2 separate regions of the Sus scrofa genome follow, and region 1 is linked to region 2. A link is a contact called in public Hi-C data. All regions are on one chromosome and are shown on one strand. Each heading gives the region's core, a stretch centred on a gene start, on an enhancer-like site or on the middle of the called end of the contact. The rest is flanking DNA. Distances are from core to core; before and after follow the strand shown. Region 1 has its middle 51 kb from the start of PDE4D. Region 2 overlaps PDE4D (cAMP-specific 3',5'-cyclic phosphodiesterase 4D).

Evidence for each region. A called contact is a pair of places that touch in the nucleus more often than the background predicts.
Region 1: a contact with region 2 is called in a Hi-C map of heart right ventricle, with 2.9 times the contacts expected there. The contact joins two enhancer-like sites. A contact is called at or near these places in 2 of 47 Hi-C or Micro-C datasets (embryonic fibroblasts and heart right ventricle).

The regions. Positions count from the first base shown.
Region 1 is chr16:39,455,141-39,459,146 of Sscrofa11.1, forward strand. No RefSeq gene overlaps it. Among named protein-coding and RNA genes, the nearest start is that of PDE4D, 51 kb to the left of the region's middle. Within about 2 kb of position 1,636, at least 2 of the 83 cell types and tissues checked have an H3K27ac peak or open chromatin away from gene starts, as enhancers often do.
Region 2 is chr16:39,110,792-39,114,672 of Sscrofa11.1, forward strand. The region is part of intron 3 of PDE4D (cAMP-specific 3',5'-cyclic phosphodiesterase 4D); the gene reads right to left. Among named protein-coding and RNA genes, the nearest start is that of MIR9800, 140 kb to the right of the region's middle. Within about 2 kb of position 2,465, at least 18 of the 83 cell types and tissues checked have an H3K27ac peak or open chromatin away from gene starts, as enhancers often do.

The DNA.
Region 1 (4,006 bases), core at 386-2,885, 340 kb after region 2:
CCTTGCTCAGTGGGTTAAGGATCTGGCGTTGCCATGAGCTGTGGTGTAGGTCGCAGATGCGGCTCAGATCCCTTGTTGCTGTGGCTGTGGTGTAGGCCAGCAACTGCAGCTCCAATTCAACCCCTTGCCTGGGAACCTCCATATGCTGTGGGCACAGCCCTAAAAAGACAAAAAAAAAAAAAAAAAAAAAAAAAATTTAAATACAATTCCCTTTCACAAAATTACTTAACCCAAAGATTATCATATCTACATGTTGGATTAGTTTGACCAAGATGGAGCATTTTATATGTACACACACACACACACTGTATATATATACACACACATATACATACATACATATATATATGTATATGTATATTTTAGCCAATACTTTGTTGTAGAGCCTGCACACTCCACCAGCCCCTTCACTCTCAGCAACTTACATCTTCCTGTCCCTGGAAGATGCTGGCACTGGTGGCCTCCAAAATGCAATCCCTTCCCTTTACTGAGGAACAAACCAAAGCCCAGAAATGTGATTTGCTCAAGGCCACTTCCCAACTCTTTACTGGTAGTGCTAGAACTTAAAATCTGAATATTTTCATTTCTAACCAATACTGGTGCTACAAATTCTAGTAGGAAGGACCTTTGGGTAATAATTTAGTTGGAAGGAAGATACTAAGCATCTTGCCTTGAGGTTGTATTTGCATAACAAACATAATATTTGCTTAATCATGTTTGTTTTGGGTGTGGGAAATTAAAGCCTCCCCAGGCTACTCTGTGCCATCACTGCTGTTGCCAACACACTGATCATCTCAGTACCCTCAAAGATGTTTCTGGGCCATACTCGTTTGGCTGCTTATAGCATGTTGACATCAACAACTCAGAGACATTATTCTAAAACATATGTTTTTATCCCAGATTTCCATCTCTGCATTTATTAAAAAGTGCTTGCTTTAGAGATCAGAAGATTAGCTTAGTCTGAGTAATGAGAGTAAAATAAGATTTATTTTAAGAAAAGAGAACAGACACAGTTATCCCAACACTTGCAGAAGGCAACTAAGGCAAGTGGCTGACTTGTACAATATTATCTTACCTCTGTGGGTTGTTTTTTTTTTTTTAACTCAGCCTCAATTTGGCAGGCAATTTTTTTTTTCACTTTAAAGTCTAATGATCTGCTGCTGCATTTAGATAACTACTCATTTTTATCATTTACAGCCCACTTTTGGAGAGTATTTAGCAAAGCAATAGGGCCTTCTGAAGCTTTGGGGGGAAAAAATAGTAACAGAAGAAACAAAATATTACCCACAGCTACTTTCATTGCAATATAGATGTTTGACTTTTAAGTTTCTTCTTTCCACAATCAATGGCTTCCATTTACATGACATATACTTGACTTTTAAATAAAATCCTTAGCTTTTTCTTTTGGTACAGTAATTACCAACACAAGGCTGACCCCTACTGGGAATATCTGTCCTTGTTGTATGGATCATGACGGGAAAAGGCAAATAACCTAAACCAGACACCTCCTAGAGCCTTAACAGATTATTGAATTCAATTCTCTGTGAATTGAATTCAATTCCTTTTTTTGGGGGGGGGGGTTTTTTAGGGCTACACCTGCAGCATATGGAATTTCCCTGGCTAGGGGTCGAATTGGAGTTGCAGCTGCCGGCCTATACCACAACCACTGCAACATGGGATCTGAGCTGCATCTGTGGCCTAGTTCACAGCAACCTGAATCCTTAACCCACTAAATTGAACCTTCATCCTCATGGATACTAGTCAGTCTCTTTACCGCTAAGTCACAACAGAAACTTCCTGAATTCAATTATTACTCTGTGAAGGTAAGAGTAAGGACTTTTTGAAATCAAAAACTTAATCATTTTTAAGCAGTTATTGTATCTATACTTGTCATTTTAATAAGTAGAAAGTTTTAAGAAATTTACAAATGATGTCAGTATATGTTTTAAATATTATTGCTTTGGATAATTATTGAGTTAAAACACTAAAGTAGTCTTACCCAATCAGATCTGACCATTTGGAAAAGTCTTAAATCTATTCTAAGTATCATAAAGCTTTTTAAAAAATTGGAGTATTTTAGGCCAAACTTGCATAGGGACAAAACCCAGGTTTAATAAATTATACAAAATCAGTAAACAGGACTGATTTCATTTTTTATTTTCTTCTGTGCCTCACATTACAGTCCCTTTTAAGATCTCATGTGGAGAAGCTTTCAGCCACCTCATTCTAATCTTCAAAACAGCTTTCCCATTGATTTGTTGTTGTTTTTTAATAACTGAATCTAAAACACACCTGATTCTAAAACATAGATACATAAATAATGATATCAGTAACTGAGATAAACTGGACTCGTGGGCTCTCAGAAAGTCAAGATTGCATTTTATCCCAGCATAACTATTTTTAGCAGTGAATTGTTTTGCTATGGTGGTAAGTTATCACTGAAATGTTTGTTGCCAAGATCCTTCAAAAGGTCACCAGTTCTTAGTGGAAACAGTGAGCAAAAGGCATCTTTATTCCCATGTTGGATTAGCCTTACAACTAATCAAAGTACTTCAGTTTTAAAAATCAATTACAGTTTTCTTACTTCTTATGAAAATAAAATCATCTTTAGTCCTCTGTTTTTTAAAAAAATATACCTTTGTTTTACTAGACTGCCCAAGAAGACTACCAAGTAATTACTATTAGAGAGATGCTGGGAGCAATATGTAAAATTTGTGGGAGCTGTTACATTCTCTAGCAAGGCTCTGAATACTCTAAGTGTTCTCAGTTTGGCAAAGGAGCACCAAGTGGTATTATAGAGTAGACCTACCCAAACATATATATTATTTTATCTTGAAATAGGCACAATTTATGGAAAATATAATATACTCTAAATCCTCAAAGCGAACAATTCACAAGACAATTCTCCAAGATCGAATTGACAGAAACCGTAAATAGATTTTTAACTGTCTTAGATTCATTAGAAATGATGAAATGTACCTAGCAACACAAATATACACTAAAAAACTGAAAGTGATATCATAAAATTTTTTTATTGGGCTAGACCTTTTTATCCCACTATTCTTCTCATTTTATTCACTCAAATTGAAATTTTGAACATTAAGTAGACACTAAAACACAAAAAAGTCCATCAGAAGTTACTTGTTATACCATTAAATTAGTGAATACATCCTCTATTTATTCTAGGCAGTGTATTTGTTCCATAAAATTCAGTAATAAAAGCATTTCCAAGTTGATAACAAATAAGCAAATTCTCTTGTTTATGAATGTGGTACCAGGTTCCAACTTTCAAACCACTTGAACACTCAGGAGCAAATAGTTTCTCTAAGGCTTGATAATCAGTTTATGTTTTACATTAATTTGTTCACCTGGAAGTATCAATATGCAATGATGTCAAGGCATTATAATTTTGTGCAGGTTATGTGGTCTTAAGCTAGGAAACATAAGAATGAATCCAAATGCCATAAAAGTAGAATTTCCAACATCTTGTTATAAAGTGAATATTTCAAATATTATGATGATGTATAGACACACAGTTGAATTGCTGCTTGATACTGATTTTAGTAGGTAATAAGTCTTACTTTACTCCATGCCTTGAAGGTAAAAAATAAAGGTATAATTTGATACAGCCCTGCCCATATAGCAAAGAGCCATTTTAATTGATTCCTCTTTTAATCACAATTTTTTTAAAAGTGTGACATTCCAAACATAGAACTATCTAGTTTCCTTTTCTTGAACATAACCGTTCACAAATATTGGCTCTTTTTAAGTTACACTTCCTAAAGAAGTGCACAAAAATTCTCTTCCAGAGGTGGGAATCCAGAATCAAGCTCCTGGACAACACAAACACTAAGCCATGACCCATATGTTTATTAAATTTACTAGCCCCAGATATGACTTCCCTAAAGGCAGATGCAGAAATACAAAGATGCATGAAACATCAGAATGATGAATGGCTGGATGCCATTACCCTGCTCATACACGTGGTCTATTCTTGATAAGTCTG
Region 2 (3,881 bases), core at 1,215-3,714:
CTGACCCCCAGAAACTGTATGAGATGCTTAGTGTTATTGCTGTTTAAGCCATTAAGTTGTGGTAATTTGTGATCTAGGTAATGAATACACCTAGGAGTGGAATTTCTTAATCACAGAATAAATGTGTGTTCAACTTCTTAGGGATACTGAGAGTTTTCCAATGTGGTTATACCATTTTACACTTGCAGAGTAACGGTTGTTCCATATTTTGCCAATACTTGTTATCATCATCTTTTTTGGCTTAGTCATTCTATTAGGTATGCAGTGGCATTTCATGGGAGGTTTAATATAGATCTCCCTCATGTCTAATTATGCTGAGCATTTCATGTGCTTTTTTGTGTGCCTTATATTCTACGTATTTTTTCTCCCAGTTTTATTGAGATATAATTGACATAAAATGCTGTATAAGGTAAAGGTATATAGCATAATGATTTGACTTATATATATCATGAAATGATTACCACACTAAGTTTAGTGAACATCCATAACTCATATAGATATAAAAGGAAAAGAAGAATATCACTTTATATATTGTTTATTTTCTTTTCCCAGGACTGAAGAGGCATCTACCAAGGATCATGATTCTAATCAGGGGTTAATAAATATTTGATTAATAATTAATGAACAGAGTTCCTTCGTGGCTCAGTGTGGTTAATGAACCTGACTAGGATCCATGAGGTTTCAGATTCAATCCCTGGCCTTGCTCAGTGGGTTAAGGATCCAGCATTGTCGTGAGCTGTGGTGTAGGTCACAGATGCAGCTCAGATCTGGCATTCCTGTGGCTGTGGTGTAGGCCAGCAGCCGTAGCTCTGATTCAACCCCTGGCCTGGGAACCTCCATATTGCCTCAGATGCAGCCCTAAAAAGCAAAGTAAATTAATTAATTAGTTAATGAACAAATCATCAGGGTTCTCCTGTAAAAACGTATAAATAGGCATAGCCTTGAGATTTTTCAAACACAAAAATTGTAAATTGCATAAGATAATGTATACCTGATAGTAGAATCTATAATAAGATATTAAAACCTTCCCTTCCTTTAACTTCCTAAGAGAAAAATGTGTCATACTTCTCCTTTCTTATTTATTGGGATTTTTCTTGCTCAGCATCCTTGGCATTGCACTGAAAGTCTTACAAGATTAGAGGGAAAGAGTGACCCTCTTAGGCATAACATTGAGGCAGCAATGAGACATGAGTTAAATTAGTAAAATCAACACATGATAAATTAAATCTGCTGAGGATAGAGCCCCTAAGAGATATTATGTTACAAAGCCAAAAGCAGGCAGGCCTTGAGCATAACCTAATTAACAGTATAAACATATCTATAGATTAAATTTACCGTCACTGGTAGAATGGTCACATTAGAAAGAGATAAAAGGCAATGAAGGAGCCAGAATTCTCTATAATTTATTTAGTATGTATAGAAGAAAACAATGCTGAGCGAGGGACAGGGGACAGCCCAAGAATTCTAATCACCAAGTAGATTAGGGGTGTTGTCAACTGAAGGGCAGAATAGGTCAACAGCTCTGTCACCATGGCCTAAATAACGTAATTTCTCCTTTTACCTTTGTTCAAACCCATGATAACCAAATAGCCTGATGACTAATTTAGCTTCTCAGCAAGTCTATGCACTGGAGCAGACTCAAGTGTTCTGATCACAACAAAAGAAACAGTTCCCACTGTAAAAGAATAAATGGATCAAGAAGAGATGAGCTAATGGGATAGCAAGCATATTCTGACTTACAGTTGTGTTTCACATATTTAATTAATATGACAGATGTTTATTTCAGAAACTGCAGTTGTGCTAAAAAATATCACTCTTTTCATCTTTCTATGACTACTTAATTCCTATTTTAATCCCCATTTTTCTGAGTGGCAAATAACCAACTTAATCACTTCAAGATATTTTTCATTCAAATCATGGGTTCCTCTGTCGTGTGAGGTTTTCCCGGTGGAATCAAGGTCCCTTAAATTCCTTCCATCTCCATGAGCAGTATCTAAGATTTAGAGAGTGGATGGCTGGCAGGCCCATGATGTTTTATAACTCCAAAAACATAATCATGGCAGTAGTGATATTTATTTTTTGGTCAATCATTGTCCCTGCTAATGTTCACTGCTAATGTGAAAATGAGTGGGTTTTTTCTGTCAATACTTAGGAACAGAAGTCCCTCCTGTAAGGTCTTTTGAAGGTAGGGATTGCATAATCATCACCCCCCCAGATCAGCATATAAATTGCCCCCTGACCAAAAGGCTTCTTCAGGTCAAAGTCAGACAATTTATCCAACTGCTTCTGAGCAATTCTAAGGTCATGCGAAGAGTATGTACTGGTTTGGTCATTTATTGTGGTGGAACAAACCGCCCAAAACTAATGGCTTACAGTAATAATTGATTTATTATGTTCATGACATATGGTCAGATCTTCAAGGGCTGGGCTGGATGTTTTTTCTGCCTCCCCTAGGATCATTTAGTGCTGTGTGGCTGGTGGCTGGACTGGTTTGGAAGCCCAAGATGGTTTCACTTACATGCCTGTTGTCTTGGTGGAAAGACGTGGCAGGCTGAGCTTCCCTAGGCCCTGACCCTATCCAAAAAGTCTTAGGACTTCTCTAGATAGGTTTTCCAGCAAGATGGCCAGATTTCTTTCATGCAACTGGCTTTCCCCTAAAGGAACATTCTAAGAGATCCAAGTGAAAGTTGCAAAATGTCTTATTATCTGGCCCTGGAATGCACAGAAGCTCACTTCTGGTGCATCCTATTGGTCAACCAAGCCACTAGGTCAGCCCACAGTCAAGGAGAAGGGAATTAGTCTCTACTTCTTAACAGGAAGTAGCAAAAAATTTGTGGCCACTGTTTTTTTGGCTGTGCCTGAGGCATGTGAAAGTTCTCACAGAGACTGATCCTGTGACCTAAGCTGCTGCAGTGACACCACCAGATTCTTAAACTGCTGAGTCACAAAGGAATTCCTTGTGACCAGTTTTAAGTGGGTGGGGGAGGAAAATAGCAAGGTTTTTCCAAGCCACTCTGGGGGTCATAAAAATCAAACTCTCATCACCTGACACACCACATCATGTCATGCTATACCCTCACCCCTACTCAACTGGTGTCATGCCATCACAGCACGTGAGGAAATCCCACCTGTGTCCTCACGGCTCTTGGGATCCCAAGTTAATTTTGGACTTGTATCACCACCTCCTCAGGGCTCAGCTTTGGAGCAGGTTGCAGAGCAGAGAACTTCTTTTCAGGGAAGAACACCTAGATTTACTCCACTGCCATCTTCTCTAGCTCTTTTGTTCTACCAAAGGCAGGAGGATCTTCATCCAGTGACCAGGGCAAAGAGGGCTTGACTAAATGAATTTTCTTGCTTGCTTTATATTTATGCTAAGGCTTTCCAACCTCAAAGACTATTAATAAACTTTTTTTCTTCTATTGAAGCCTCCCTTCTCTGAGTCATAGAGACCAATATCTAGATCAAAGAGCCCAATAGAATTACAGGTAAAAGGCACTGCATGAGGAAAAAAAAATTACTTCAGTAATAGCTTCAAAATAATTTTTCTGTCACTTTTACAAATGGGACTTCTGGCTGTTACATTAGTCACCCATGAGTTTGTTTAATTCCTTCTCTCAGAGACTTGAGATGATTAAATCTGGGAGCAGTGATAAAAGTGAATTACTAGACCTGCAAAGTTGAGAACCCAACTCCTCATTTCACTGAATTCAAACGGACACTCTGGGGCTCTACTTCATAATAATAATAATTAAAGGCTACCTTTTATCTAATGTTGACACATAACACTGTCCTAAGTATTTTACATATATTACTTTAATTAAATACAGTTACAATCCTTTAAAATAGGTCATATTATTATTTCCATTTTACAGATGTAGAAA